Linked DNA regions of Sus scrofa: all the other regions are linked to region 1. The links are chromatin contacts, called in public Hi-C maps. All regions are on one chromosome and are shown on one strand. The core of a region is the stretch at or near the end of the contact, and the rest is flanking DNA. Distances in the headings are between cores, read along the strand shown. Region 1 overlaps PTPN14 (tyrosine-protein phosphatase non-receptor type 14). Region 2 has its middle 16 kb from the start of CENPF. Region 3 overlaps PTPN14 (tyrosine-protein phosphatase non-receptor type 14).

Region 1 (4,743 bases), core at 509-3,008:
CCCCGCCCCCCAAGCACTTTCTCACGGATGCCTCACCACCACCCTGGGTGGGTCTTATCTTTCTAGATGAATAAACTGAGGCTGAGCCAGGCTAAGTAACTCCGCCCTCACTCCAGGCCTCTCTGGGTAAATGCAGTTCTCACACCAAAGTTCGCACATGTTCTGTTTCCTGAGGTTAAACTTTGGTTCTTAGAACCACTCAGCTCATTTGGAGCCCCTCTCCTTCCATCCAGTGAGTCCTCAATATATCCTGAAGCCGTTCTCCTACATAACCATGATTTCACTATTAAGAACAGAGGAAGAATTCACGGTGAACAGTCACGTCGTCTCACTTCTCCTCGCTCTTTCGAATTTCCCTAATGGTCTCTCTCTCTCTCTCTCTTTTAAATTTTAGTGGCGTGTAGGTGACTTACAGTGTTATGTTAGTTTTAGGTGTACAACAGAGCGAATCAGCCATTCACATACACATACATATCGATTCTTTTTCAGGTTCTTTCCCCGCATAGGCTATCACAGAGCGTTGAATAGGCTTCCCTGTGGTCTCATGTGTTTGTAACTTAGGGTTCAACATTGCATTTTGTTTTTCTAACTCCACAATTTCTGTTACTCTAGAGCAGCCTGCCTCCAATCCCCCTGTTCAGTTTTTGTTTCATGATGCTGACTTTTACTGGGACTGGACCAGTTTTCTTATAACCTTTTGTTGATACCTTGCTTGGCAAGTGTCTTGCAAATGGAAGATTTTAAAAGTTCTCCAAGACTTCAAACAGTCAGGTGTTTTTCTAGGAGATGTGTTGCCAGGTTGTTAGATGTTGCACATGATAAGCTATTTTCTGTAGTTCATATATTTTATGTTGCACATGATAAGCCATCTTCTGTAGTTTATGTATTTTAAACTAATCTTTATTTACAAAGGTAAGACAGTGGTCAAATGTTAGAATAACTCACAAATACAGTTGGCACTTCCACAGGTTCCATGTATGCGGAGTCAGCCAACCTGAGATTTTAAAAAATTGAAGAAAAAAAAATTCCAGAAAGTTCCAAAAAGCAAAACTTGAATTTGCCATCAACCAACCTTGGATTACAAAAAATTTTGGAGAAAAAGATTCTAGAACGTTCCAAGAAAGAACACTTGGAATTTGCCATGCTGGCCAACTGTTTACATTATATTATTGTAAATAATCTAAAGATGAATTAAGTGTCCGGAATAGGTTCTGTGCAAACATGGTGCCATTTTATATAAGGGATTTGAGCCTCCATCAAGTTTGGGGATCCTGGAACCAATCTCTTGCAGGATGAGGGATGATTGTACATAAAATATGAAGTGAGAATTCTATTAAATACCTCTGCTACGTAGCCCTGAGATAACAATTATTTTGGTGAACTTACATTCTTTCCCATTTATTTGTGTGTTTTTGTTTATTTATTATACAAACTGTGATCGTCTTTGCATGTTGTGCAGTTTACTTTTAATCTCAGTAACTGGTTTGGGGACTGTGCACTATTTCTAGTCGTGGCTGGGATAAGTGTGCACCAAGCCAGCCACATTCCTTCCTAGGTGTTCCAGATGAGACACACCTAGAGGTAAAGTGCCCGGCCCAGGATGAGAAATGTGACTTGTGCCCACAGAGCAAATACTTTTCTCTCTTTCAGGCTCCCTGGCTATTACTGGTATTGAGTCTTGGTGTCGTCTGCCCTGGGCTCCAGCACATTGAGGGAGTTTGTGAGCCGGAAACTCTTAAGGGCTCTGTATTGAAATCCTGGTATTCTGGAGTTCCTGTCATGGGTCAGTGGTTAACGAGCCTGACTAGTATGCGTGAGGACGCGGGTTTGGTCCCTGGCCTCGCTCAGTGGGTTAAGGTCGTTACCCTGAGCCATGGTGTCGGTCACAGATGTGGCTCAGATCCCACGTTGCTGTGGCTGTGAGTAGGCCAGCAGCTGTAGCTCCGATGGGACACCAGCCTGGGAACCTCCATATGCCATGGGTGTGGCCCTAAAAAGACAAAAGACACACACACAAAAATTCTGATATGCTTTTTTACTTTTTTTTTTTTTTTCCCTTTTTGGGTGGGTCCCTCCCTATTTTTTTTTTTTTTTTTTTTTTTCTGCTGATATCAGGAGATCATCAGGTCAGCCTCTCTTGGAGGTAAACACGATACTCTGCCAGCACAAAGTGATTTAGAAATGCTCATCTATTTACCAAGCCCAAGTCTCTAGCCTATGTCTTTTAAGCTTCATAAAACAAGTACCTGTCACACTAAGGAATGTGCCGAGGGCAGGCATCAAAGACTGGCCAAGGGAGCCGGCCGGGGAGTGTGTTTTGCTGTGTTGTAGGGTTGTGTCCTGACAACCTCCGGGAAGCCTGGGGTACTGACAGGGAGTGGTTTTGAAATAGTGAAGCCGTTTGATTAACTCGGAATTCCTTCAAGTCATTATTCCTGCCTGTCCATTCAGGTGTCAGAGGGCTCAGAGGTGATTCTGGGGATGGAGGCCATCAAGGCTGCCTGACTTAGGGGATCAGGTTAACAGAACAATCTTATGAGCCAGAGATGGTCCTTTGCACTTCATGGAGAACAGAAAGTTGAACAGAGAGATTGTGTGGACATGTCTGGCTTCTTTGGAAGATACGTTTAAGGAGCCTCCTGGGGAGACTGTTGTTGGCCCAGGGCTAAATGCTAAAGCTGCTTGTGTGGTTGGTATTTTATTCTTGTGTTCTCCATGGCAATAATGTCATTTCTGGCATTTGGTGGGACAGCAGGGTGGCAGTAACTCTCCTTATTAGTTAACGTATCTGTGATTTGGTGATGGGCTTTTGCATCAAGCATCTTGTAAAGAAGCAAAATGATGGTCGTGTGGTTACCCACCCTGTCTTAAATATTTGGTGAAAAAAGATAAAGTGTCGTAATTTTTTAAGTGCGTTAAATAGAATTCATGTGTTAGAAATTTTTTTTATAAGTTAGAAAGTTGCTGACTAGTTAATCATTAATTACTCATTTATAATTAATAACTAAATGTGTATCCACTCCATTGTCTATCATCCAGTCTAATATAATGAAAAAGAAAGTGTAAATGTTAAAAATAAGGGCAAATGATATTAATGAAAGGAAAGAGGCAGTATTGTAAAGAGTAAGGAGGAACAAAATCAGATTTTAAGTTCAGGATCCGCGAGTTGCTTAAATTATTGAACCCCACTTTCTCTGTCTGTAAAATAGGGATCATATAGTCTACACCAGAGGGTTATTAGTGAGGTTGAAATGAGGTAATGTATTTAAAAATTAAAAAAAAACGACAACAAATTCCACTCCTGCATTCCTTTTTTTTTTTTAAGGGCTGCACTTCTGTGGCTTGTGGAGGTTCCCAGGCTAGGGGTCTAATTGGAGCTGGAGCTGCCAGCCTAGGCCACAGCCACAGCCACGCCAGATCCGAGCCGCGTCTGCAACCTACACCACAGCTCACGGCAACGCTGGATCCTTAACCCACTGAGCAAGGCCAGGGATTGAAACCGCAACCTCATGGTTCCTAGTCATATTCGTTTCTGCTGTGCCACGACAGCAACTCCCACTCCTGCTTTCTTGAGCAGCCGGGAAAAAAAGAACAGTGAAAAAAGCATGTGAATCAGAGTCACAGAGATACTGGTTTGGATGCTGGCTTTGCCGTGTGCATTCTTGGCTGAGTCCTTTTAATCTCTGAGCCTCAGTTTCTCTGGACATAAAGTGGATCTTAGATCACCTTTATAAGGTCAAAAGCGTGAGCTCCACCAAGATGCTTGGGAATGACAGAGTCCGCTGGCTCTGACTCTGGATGCTCATCCGGCCGGGTGTGTGCTTGTGTGGGGGAGTGTGTGCTCTGCCGCCTAGAGCTTCCCTTCCAGCCGATGACCCTGCTGCTGCTTCTCTGTTTGCAGCGACCCTCCGGAGCGCCACGCCGGGCATGGACGCCTTCTGCACCCGGAGGAGCACAGGTGGTAGTGTCGTCGCCCCATCACGAAGCTGCTGAGGCCATCGCAGGGGCGTGGGTGCCAGGACAGGAGGGCAGCGCCCCAGGGCCACAGAGCCATGCCTTTCGGCCTGAAGCTGCGCCGGACTCGGCGCTACAATGTCCTGAGCAAGAACTGCTTTGTCACCCGCATCCGCCTGCTGGACAGCAATGTCATCGAGTGCACGCTGTCGGTGGAGAGCACAGGGCAGGAGTGTCTGGAGGCGGTGGCCCAGAGGCTGGAGTTGCGGGAGGTAAGCGTGCATGTGAGGTGGGTGGCTGTGCCAGAACGCACCCGGGGACCAGCCGCCTTCTCTGGGCACCTGCCAGGCTTTTTTAGCTTCAGCCTGATTTCGAAGCATCCTGTTTTTCTTAGCATGACCTGCTCTCGTGTTGTGAGATGCGAGGATACCATCTAGAGCTGGCATGGGGTGGGGGGCAGAGGTGGCTTTCTTTTTCTTTATTTTTTTAAAGATTTAATTTTTTTCTATTATAGTTGATTTACAGTGTTCTGTCAATTGATTTCTGCTGTACAGCAAAGTGACCCAGTCATATATATATGTATGTATATATTCTTTTTCTCATATGTATACATTCACATATATATTCTTTTTCTCACATTATCCTCCATCATGCTCCATCACAAGTGACTGGATAGAGTTCCCAGTGCTCTGCAGCAGGATCTCATTGCTTATCCACTCCAAAGGCAATAGTTTGCATCTGCTAACCCCAAACTCCCAGTCCATCCTACTCCCTCCCCGCTGGGGCCCC
Region 2 (4,179 bases), core at 1,498-3,997, 96 kb before region 1:
TGGAACTTGAATACTTGCTCTGTTTTAAGACCAAATTTAAGAAACATTTAAATCATTTATGCCCTGTATTAATTGTTTCTAATTTTTTTTTTAATGGCCACACCCCTGTCATTTGGAAGTTCTCAGGCCTGGTACTAAATCTGAGCCACAGCTGTGACCTATGCAGGTATGGCAGTGTAGGATCCTTTAACTCACTGCACCAGGCTGGGGGTCGAACCCATGCCCCACTTTTACCTGAGCTGCTGCAAATGGATTCTTTACCCACCGTGCCTCATCAGGAACTCCTGGAACTTTTTAAGCAGATTTATGGAGGTTCTCTATTGTTGTTTTAGGGCACTGGACATTGGATTAAAGACCAGAGAATGAAACATTTTAAAACTGTCTCATCTGATTCCAAGCAAAACATAATCCTACGTATTGAGGTTGTAGGTTTAGCTCGTTGAATTTCAAGGAGCCGTTGAATGACCAACAGGACCAAATGCCCAAGAGTGAAGAAAGGTTTCCTGGGCCGTGGGACTTGCAGTACCAAAACTGTGACAGTCTCAGACAAGCTGAGATCCTGGTCTCCAGACATCTTGTACATGAATTCAGAGCCCAGCGTGTTAAGGTGAAGTCAGGTTGGCATGTGAAGAAAAGAAATCATGCATACGGGGCCCCTGAGCCAAGATTTCAGAAAAAGTACTCTTCAGGAGTTCCCGTCGTGGCGCAGTGGTTAATGAATGTGACTAAGAACCATGAGGTTGCGGGTTCGATCCCTGGCCTCACTCAGTGGGTTAAGAATCCTGTGTTGCAGTGAGCCGTGATGTAGGTCATAGACACGGCTCGGATCTGGAGTTGCTGAGGCTGTGGTGTAGGCTGGCAGCCGTAGCTCCAATTAGACCCCTAGCCTGGGAACCTCCATGTGCACCAGGTGCGGCCCTAAAAAGACAAAAGACAAAATAAAACAAAGGACTCTTCACTGTGTACTGGATACAAAATAGAGGGCAGCTTTTATGGCCCCTTATATTCCAGTCCTCACTTCTCAAACCAGAAAAGCCTGAGATAAATGTCGTATGAGGGTCCCTTCCTCCTCCTTTCTCCCAAGGGGAGCCCTGACTTGGGTTCTTCACATCCTCAACCTGAAAACCACTCCCGCCTGCAAGAGCTGATGCAGTGTTCGAACAGCCTCCAGAGAGTGCCTGATTTTATAGGAATGGAGTTCCCCAAATATCCACCCAAAAAGGTGAGCACTGATGCTGAATGCCTAGCCCCACGCTAGGCACAAGTAAGTTTCAAGGAATTTATGTGGAAACTGTGAACAATGGATCACAGGGCCTCCAAAAGGTGGAAACTCATCTGAGTGTACTCGCCCAGCTATGTGATGAGAGACAGTCCTCAGGAGGGAAGGGGAGAGAAAAAGTGGGAAAAGAACCTTTGCCTTTTTGCCCCGTCCAGGAGCGGAGAGGTGAGTTGAAGTACAAATGAACCACAGATGAGCTAAGGACCACTGTGTATTCCTGTCTCCTTTGCCGCTTGGAAATTAAAGGAGGAAGAACTGTAGGCACCACGCCATCCTCTTAGCTGGTATCACCTAGCCAGATGCCTGGGAGATAAAAGGTATAAAATTACCCCCTTATATTTTCCCTCCAAGGAGATTTCGCTTCTGGGATCCTAGCACCAGAAAATAGAAACCCTTGGCTACTTAACAAACAGGTAACCAACACTTTTTAGATTTGCGTGTGCTTCTTGAATTACCAAGAGAAATGTATGATTTCACACAAAGTCAAAGATGACAGATGATGTGTTCAGGACGTATACAGGTGATCTGGTGTCCGCAGCATCTGAAGAGTGCTTTCCTTGCCTTCTCAATTCCCCTGCTGCCTGGTAACCAGGAGGCAGCGCAGTGCAGCGCAGGGCCACGGGTATCAAACTGAGGATCACCTCCAGGGCTTCCACCTACCACCTACCAGCCGTGGGACATCGGGCAAATTCCTCGACTTGACGGGGCTCTTATGAGGATTAAGTGAGATAATCTGTGTAAAGCTTTTAGTACCGGGCCACATGGTAAGTACTCAGAAGGGACTGTTGGTACTTACAGTTCTGGAGAGGCTAGGTCCTCTAATCACCTGTGTTTTCTGCTGGGTGAACCAAGGGGATTTTCCACCTCCTGGTTAGTTCATAAGGTATGTTAATCACAGGAAAGTTTATACGATGATGAGTTGGTGGTTGCCTAATTTGATGAGTCAGATTGTTTTCTTTTTTTCACTTCTGTGTTGAAAATAGAAATTTAGGTCAACTTTTTGCTGGAGGCAGAAAAGTTTTTTTAGGAGTTCTCCTGTGGGGCAGCGGGTTCAGGATTCGGCATTGTCACCGCAGCGGCTTGGGACACTGCTGTGGCTGGTGTTCCATCCTGGCCTGGGAACTTCCACAGGCCGAGGGTGCGGCCAAAAACAAAACATTCTTTTTATTGGGTTACCTGTCTGAAATGAGAAAGAAACCCCTTTGAATGCCTGGCTATCGACTCAGCCCCACAGCTGATATGAATAGATTTCCTTTGGGAACCTCAAGTAAGAGTCTTAGGAGAGAGTCTATGTATGGCTCTTAAGCTGGGAAACATCGATTAAAATCTAGCTTAGATTTAGTTTCTAAGGCTACCGGAATTGAGACATTTAAAGACTCAGAATACCAGGCTTCTTTGGGTGAATTTAACAGTGTGTGCTGTGAACAGCTGCACGAGAATCAAAGGTCATTACTGCCATTGCCCAGGGCTGCAGTGTCAGCAAAGGCAACCCAGCAGGAGGATGCATGTGGTGGGAATTTCGGGATGCCTAGGACCACCCAAGGTGGTCATCCCACTAAGAAGAGCTTACCTAACGCATTGCTCTAATAGGCTCTTAGGTTGCTAATAATCATATGGCCTTAATCAGCAGTAAATGAGAACCTACTTAATCAACCCACAGTCTTAAGGTAGTGTGAAGTAACAAGAAAAGTGAACTGCTACTAAGTGGCATTACTCTGACAAGACTGGCATATTTTCATTTTCCCAGTGTTCTCTTCTGTGCATGAAACTGGGTTCTGGGCTTAATAACCCTCAGCCATAAAGTACTGTAACATGTTAGTTCATGCTGGGTGGCAACAGGTTTGTTTTTCATGATTATGTAATCTGAATTCTTCTTCCAAGAAAGGATTTGGAAATGAGCTATTAAATTGGATTGCCAGCAGACATTTGGTCTAAATGCACATCTGCATTAGCTGCATGAAACTCCGGCCCTTTCTCTCTCATGGCCCCCTACCCCTCTACAAATCTGAAAACTGCAACTCTAGTGTGGCCCATGAGAAAAACAGTCCAGCAGCTGGCCGAGGTTTACATAAAGCAGTGAAATGCCTACTAAGGATTTTTAGGTGAGGGTATTTGATCTTCCTTGGTCTTAAATAGCAACCTAATGAGCCAGGCGATCTGGGCACTCCGTACACTTGTACCCAGATTAGATTGGCTTTAAAAACTAATATAGTGTTAAAATATTGTGCAAAGGGTGCCTACTGGAGTAGGTTCAAAGACTTCAAGTGCTAGGTTGGTATTTATTGACTAAAATGCTACTTAGAAAAGAGTTCACGTTGTTCTTAATTTCCAAGACAAAGCTGAAAACCACAGCAAATAACTGCTTGGGGGTTTGCATTCCATAGTCCTGGACTCAGAGGCAAGCTTCCTGTTCCCTCTTGGCTGGCAGACCCGACCCGAAGGCCAGGCGGTGAATGGTTTGGTTCTTAGAGTTGCAGAATCTGCACCGGGTGCCAGACCAGGTGTTTTTTGTTTTTTTAAGTTCATCGTAAAGATTTGGATCTCACGGAAAGAGAACAGGAGAGCAGACTGAGTTAGGTATTTGGGCAAAGACCATCTCTTTACAAAGATCCACACACCTGAGTAGCTCCCAAAGAGGAGGGTTTCAAAATAACTGAGACCCACACTTGGAAAACGCGAATCATTCCCCGGGATCTTCTTGGTAAGATTCAGGAATTAAAAGGAAGAAAAGAAAAAGAAAAAGAACCATTCAAGATTCTCAGGCCAACAGGATTTTTATTTTTTTCCTTCTAGGGGAAATGCCAGATTTTTTTCAAGTAGTATAATTCCGTGTTTTTGTATGCAACTTGTATGCACAGTCCTATGTTTATAAGGAGCTGAAAGTCAAATGCTGAGATTTC
Region 3 (4,740 bases), core at 331-2,830, 100 kb after region 1:
TTATGACACACACATATCAGGGCAGTGATAGAAAGACATTACTCCCAAAGGGGTGTTATTCCATAGTAGACGTTTTAAAGGATGCCATGGCGTATCGTTTCTCAAACTGTGAACCACACTGTGGTTGTTGGGTGTGAAATCAATTTAGCCGTCAGGAGCAGTTTGGGTTTTGCCGTCTTTTGTTTTGTTTGTTATTCATTCATTCATTTATTTATTTATATTTTTTGTCTTTTGTCTTTTTAGGGCCACACCCGCAGCATATGGAGGTTCCCAGGCTATGGGGTCTAATCGGAGCTATGGCTGCCGGCCTACGCCAGAGCCACAGCAACGCGGGATCCGAGCCACGTCTGCAACCTACACCACAGCTCACGGCAACGCCGGATCCTTAACCCCCTGAGCAAGACCAGGGATTGAACCCGCAACCTCATGGTTGCTAATCGATTCATTTCCGCTGTGCCACAATGGGAACTCCTGTTTTGTTTTTAATGGAATAGACTAGAAAAAAGAGAAAAGAATGGCAGTTATCAGTACATTGCACATTGGAAACATAACTTACTTCTGTAACAAATTGTTAGGTTGTACACACATATATGCATGTAATATTGTGTATGTAGGTGTGTGTGTGTGTGTGTGTGTGTGTTGTTGTTGTTGTTGTTTTTTGGGCCAGTGGCTTGATGTGGGATCTCAGTTCCCAGACCAGGGATTGAACCTGGGCCTTAGAGGTGAAATCCCTGAATCCTAACCATTACACCACCAGGCAACTCCCACATATATATGTTTTTTGGTGTGCGCTCGTTTGCACATAATTACTGTGGGTTTCAGACCAAAAATGATGAGATATATTTTAATAAACTTAAGTGGCAAAAAGTATAAGAATGTGTCACTAGCCATCATGGTCTCAGGTTTCTTAGTGATAACACATTTGGTCTAAAAAAATACTATCTGAGGTTTTTAGGTGGATGCAAAAGGACCCAGGGTCAGCAAGTAAGTCTGTCCTGGATTTGGGGTTATTCACCAGTGCTTTCCTTGGTTTCCAGGTGGTGGTTGGTGGGGCAGAATGGCACTACATCGCCACTCAGGGGCCCCTGCCACACACATGCCATGACTTCTGGCAGATGGTGTGGGAACAGGGAGCCAACGTGATCGCCATGGTCACCGCGGAGGAGGTAAGGGGAATGGCCGCACAGCCATCTGTCCCTTGGGGGGGGGGGGCAAAAGATGGGCTTTGTGTCAGCGGCTTTGCTGTCCCCTCCTTCCTGCCCCACCTTTTCTCTGCAAACCCTCTTCTCTCTGATCTGCCTCTTTTTTCATTCCTTCCTTCCATATAGCTTTGTTTTTTTCTCCAAAGGTAATTGATTGTTGTGTCCCATTTTCATCCAGCTTTTAAGGCTTATCCTTAGATCACCATGAGCTAAAATCAAACAAGTAAACAAACACACAAAAACGAACCAGCTATCAGTTCAGCCAGCTCACTTGTATATGCCAAACAAAGCACTGATCTTTGCACTGGAGTTCGAGAACTTTGGGCGGCTCTGGATAATCCGGCATGTATGCCCAGGCACGGCCAGCTCACATGCCATCCTGCTTATCAGCTGAAAAGAGACCAGAAGTGGTTGTTCCTGTAGAAGCCTCTATTCTCTGGGGAGAGGAGGGAAAAAAATCTTTTTCTTCCTTTGCCAAGTCAAACATAAATTTTCGCTGGTAACTAGAGAACTCTCTGTGGTGTTACAAAAACTGGCATATACAACCAGTCATCCTAGCAGTTTGCTTGGAGTTTGCTGTCTTTAGGAGAAGTTTTGTGTTTCTTCTCTTGTCAGGTTTTTTTTTTTTTTTTTTTTTTTTTTTAGATTTTAACCACTTCCTTTTGTTTCTTTCATTAAATTTTATTTTCTTTTATGGCTGCACCTGTGGCATATGGAAATTCCCAGGCCAGGGGTCATATTAGAGCTACATCTGTGACCTACGCTGCAGCTTGTGGCAATGCCAGATCCTGAGTGAGCCCAGGGATCAAACCCACCTCCTCATGGGCACTGTGTCAGGTTCTTAACCCACTGAGCCACAACAGGAACTCCTTTCATTAAATTTTAACCTATGTTTTAAAGTCATTTAAGGGACAAGCTTCATCCTTCTTTTAAACCATACTGATAGTATTGCATACCTGTTTCCTAACAATTTTTAAAGGGTAGGGAATAGAAAGAAGTGAAAAAAAGTAATCTTCCTTTTATGGACTATTCTGAACAGGTGCTTTCCAGAACAACCCATTAGAAGGTAGTGGTGAGAGGACTTGGGCTCTATAAAGCCCATTATACTTCTCTAGGCTGATTTTCTATCCCACCTTCCCACAGAGAGTAAATGCTGCTTAAAAATCCTAGTTTTCTGGAGTTCCTATTGCGGCCCAGCGTAACAAACCCGTGAGGATGTGGGTTTGATCCCTGGCACTGCTCAGTGGGTTAAGGATCTGGCATTGCCATGAGCTGTGGGGTAGGTCATGGATCTGGCTCAGATCTGGTGTTGCTCTGATATAGGCAGCAGCTATAGTTCCAGTTTAACCCCTAGCCTGGGAACTTCCATATGCCAGGGATGCAGCCCTAAAAAGCAAAGCAAAACAAAAGAAAACTCAGTTTTCTTACTTTATTGAATTGCATCCGTGGAAGAGATGCATTCAACTTAATACAGTGTACCTACATCTGCGCTGCCCCCAGGGGTGTGGTGGTAAACACAACAGGCCTGATCCTTGTCCCCAGAGAGCCTGCATCTTAGAGGGATTTACAGTGCAAAGCGGAGAAATAAAGGCAGCTCAGAGACGGCTAAGTGCTGTGGGGAAAATGGAGCCAGGCAATGGGATGGGGGGAGCACTGGGGCGGGGGTTACTTCAGATGAGATGGCAGCCCAGGGCCCTCTGAGGAGGCTGCATATGAGCTGAAACCTGCATGACAAGAAGGGGCCAGGCTTCGGCACACAAAGTCCAGCGATCTGGGAGGCAGCTGAGGCTTCCAGTCTTTTGAAATCTGTGATTGATTTCGATACTCAGCAGTGGCATAGATTAAAGGCCTAAGATAAACCTGCTTTTCCCAGGATTATTAAATAAAAGAGGCAGGGGGCTTCTAACTTAAGAAGACTCCGTTCAACCAGAAGACTCAGGGAAGATTCCTTGTGCCACCCGAAGATGTGTCGCTTTGTGTGTGTGAGTGGGTCAGCTGGCGGGGCGCCTCTGGAGAGCAAGCCCCCGCCCCAGCCCTTGCCACCCACTCCCCCAGCTCTGTACCCTCCGCTCTTGTCTCCACCTGTGTCCTGCCCTGAGCCCTCTTCTAAGCCACCATCGCTCCACCCGCACCCCCACTCCTGTAATCGCAAAACCACGGAGGATCCCGTTTTGTAAATGGTCAAGCATGCACATCCTCAGAAAAGATTATCAAATCGAGGGAGTGAGGAAGGGGGCCTGGCCAGTTTCCTCCTGCCTCAGTGGTCAGTGGAACTAAAACAACGAGTGAGGCTGAAAAACGTGAGACTGACACTAGAGGATGGAGCCCGTGTCCGCGGTCCATGGGGTGTAGCGGAGGGAGCCCAGGGCTGACGGTGGAGAATGAGAAGTGGGACCTAGAATGATGACCGGGACCTGTCACTCTTCTGTTTAAGGTCACTTTGTCACCTTCCTGTGGCTTCCCACTGTCCATGACGTGAAATCCCAACCCTGTGCTGTGGAGCAGGAGGCCCCTCTGACCCCCTCTCGGCCATCCACGCTGAGGACCGTTCTGTTTTGTGAACACCCTAGCTTGTTCCTGCCTCTGTCCTTTGTGCTGGCTCTTCTTTCTGTCATGCACTTGCAGCCCTGTTGTGAGTCTTTAAAGTTTTCCATTGACGTAACTGTGTGGTAAATCTTATTATTGGGCTTGGCTAAAATGCATAGGATCTACTGTGATAGATGCTGCCCGATGCTCCTGAGTCAGTGACTTAGAAGCCATTTGCATCTTTTGCTGTCCTCAGACTTTAATAGGAAGAGGCTAAGAGCTTCCCCTGACTCATGTCCGATTTTGCTTCTGTGTGTGATTCAGGAAGGCGGACGAACCAAGAGCCACCGATACTGGCCCAAGCTGGGTTCCAAGCACAGCTCAGCCACCTATGGCAAGTTCAAGGTCACCACAAAGTTCCGAACAGATTCTGGTTGCTATGCAACCACAGGCTTGAAGGTCAAGCACCTCTTGTCCGGGCAGGAGAGGACGGTGTGGCATTTGCAATACACTGACTGGCCAGATCACGGCTGCCCAGAGGATGTCCAAGGATTTTTGTGTAAGTTTTTTCTTCCCCGTTGGGATTTTTAGCAGCAGCATCAATGGTCTTATCAGTTGGAAGTGAAATGGAAAGAGAGGAAACTTTCTCTTAAGTGGCAAAAGTATCATAACATTGAAGTATGTAATACTTCACAGAGTATGTGTAGAACAAAGGCTACTACATAGCATTTATCATATTCTTGTTACTTTTATGCCAATAAACTAAAACTATAGTAAACTAATTGGTTCTCCTTTGATATAGACCTTTAGCTAATCATTAATACATAACTAGTCTGGTACATGTCACACATCTGAACGTTGAAAACATTATACTAAATAAAATACCAGACACAAAAGGACAAATATTGTGTAAGTCTACTTATATATGAGTTACCCAAAATAGGCAACTTGATAACAATATAACGTATAATAGAGGTTACCAGGCGCTAAGCGGGAGGGGAATAGGAAGTTC

What was found. Hi-C and Micro-C count contacts between places; a contact is called where the count stands out from the background.
Region 2: a contact with region 1 is called in a Hi-C map of liver, with 2.1 times the contacts expected there. The contact joins two enhancer-like sites. A contact is called at or near these places in 7 of 47 Hi-C or Micro-C datasets (embryonic fibroblasts, epiblast stem cells, liver and 1 more) and 1 of 2 datasets of contacts at active chromatin or transcription factors (skeletal muscle).
Region 3: a Hi-C map of liver shows a contact between it and region 1, with 1.5 times the contacts expected there. The contact joins two enhancer-like sites. A contact is called at or near these places in 1 of 5 promoter capture datasets (liver) and 6 of 47 Hi-C or Micro-C datasets (epiblast stem cells, liver and skeletal muscle).

The regions. Positions count from the first base shown.
Region 1 is chr9:129,122,568-129,127,310 of Sscrofa11.1, forward strand. It overlaps PTPN14 (tyrosine-protein phosphatase non-receptor type 14), which reads left to right. Exons shown (of 21, transcript XM_003130398.6): 3 at 3,902-4,226. The coding sequence starts at 4,053. Among named protein-coding and RNA genes, the nearest start is that of PTPN14, 10 kb to the left of the region's middle. Within about 2 kb of position 1,759, at least 5 of the 83 cell types and tissues checked have an H3K27ac peak or open chromatin away from gene starts, as enhancers often do. A contact at or near this core is called in liver, where this site is marked.
Region 2 is chr9:129,025,749-129,029,927 of Sscrofa11.1, forward strand. No RefSeq gene overlaps it. Among named protein-coding and RNA genes, the nearest start is that of CENPF, 16 kb to the left of the region's middle. Within about 2 kb of position 2,748, at least 13 of the 83 cell types and tissues checked have an H3K27ac peak or open chromatin away from gene starts, as enhancers often do. A contact at or near this core is called in liver, where this site is marked.
Region 3 is chr9:129,226,176-129,230,915 of Sscrofa11.1, forward strand. PTPN14 (tyrosine-protein phosphatase non-receptor type 14) reads left to right here. Exons shown (of 21, transcript XM_003130398.6): 18 at 1,038-1,166; 19 at 4,053-4,287. Among named protein-coding and RNA genes, the nearest start is that of SMYD2, 88 kb to the right of the region's middle. Within about 2 kb of position 1,581, at least 10 of the 83 cell types and tissues checked have an H3K27ac peak or open chromatin away from gene starts, as enhancers often do. A contact at or near this core is called in liver, where this site is marked.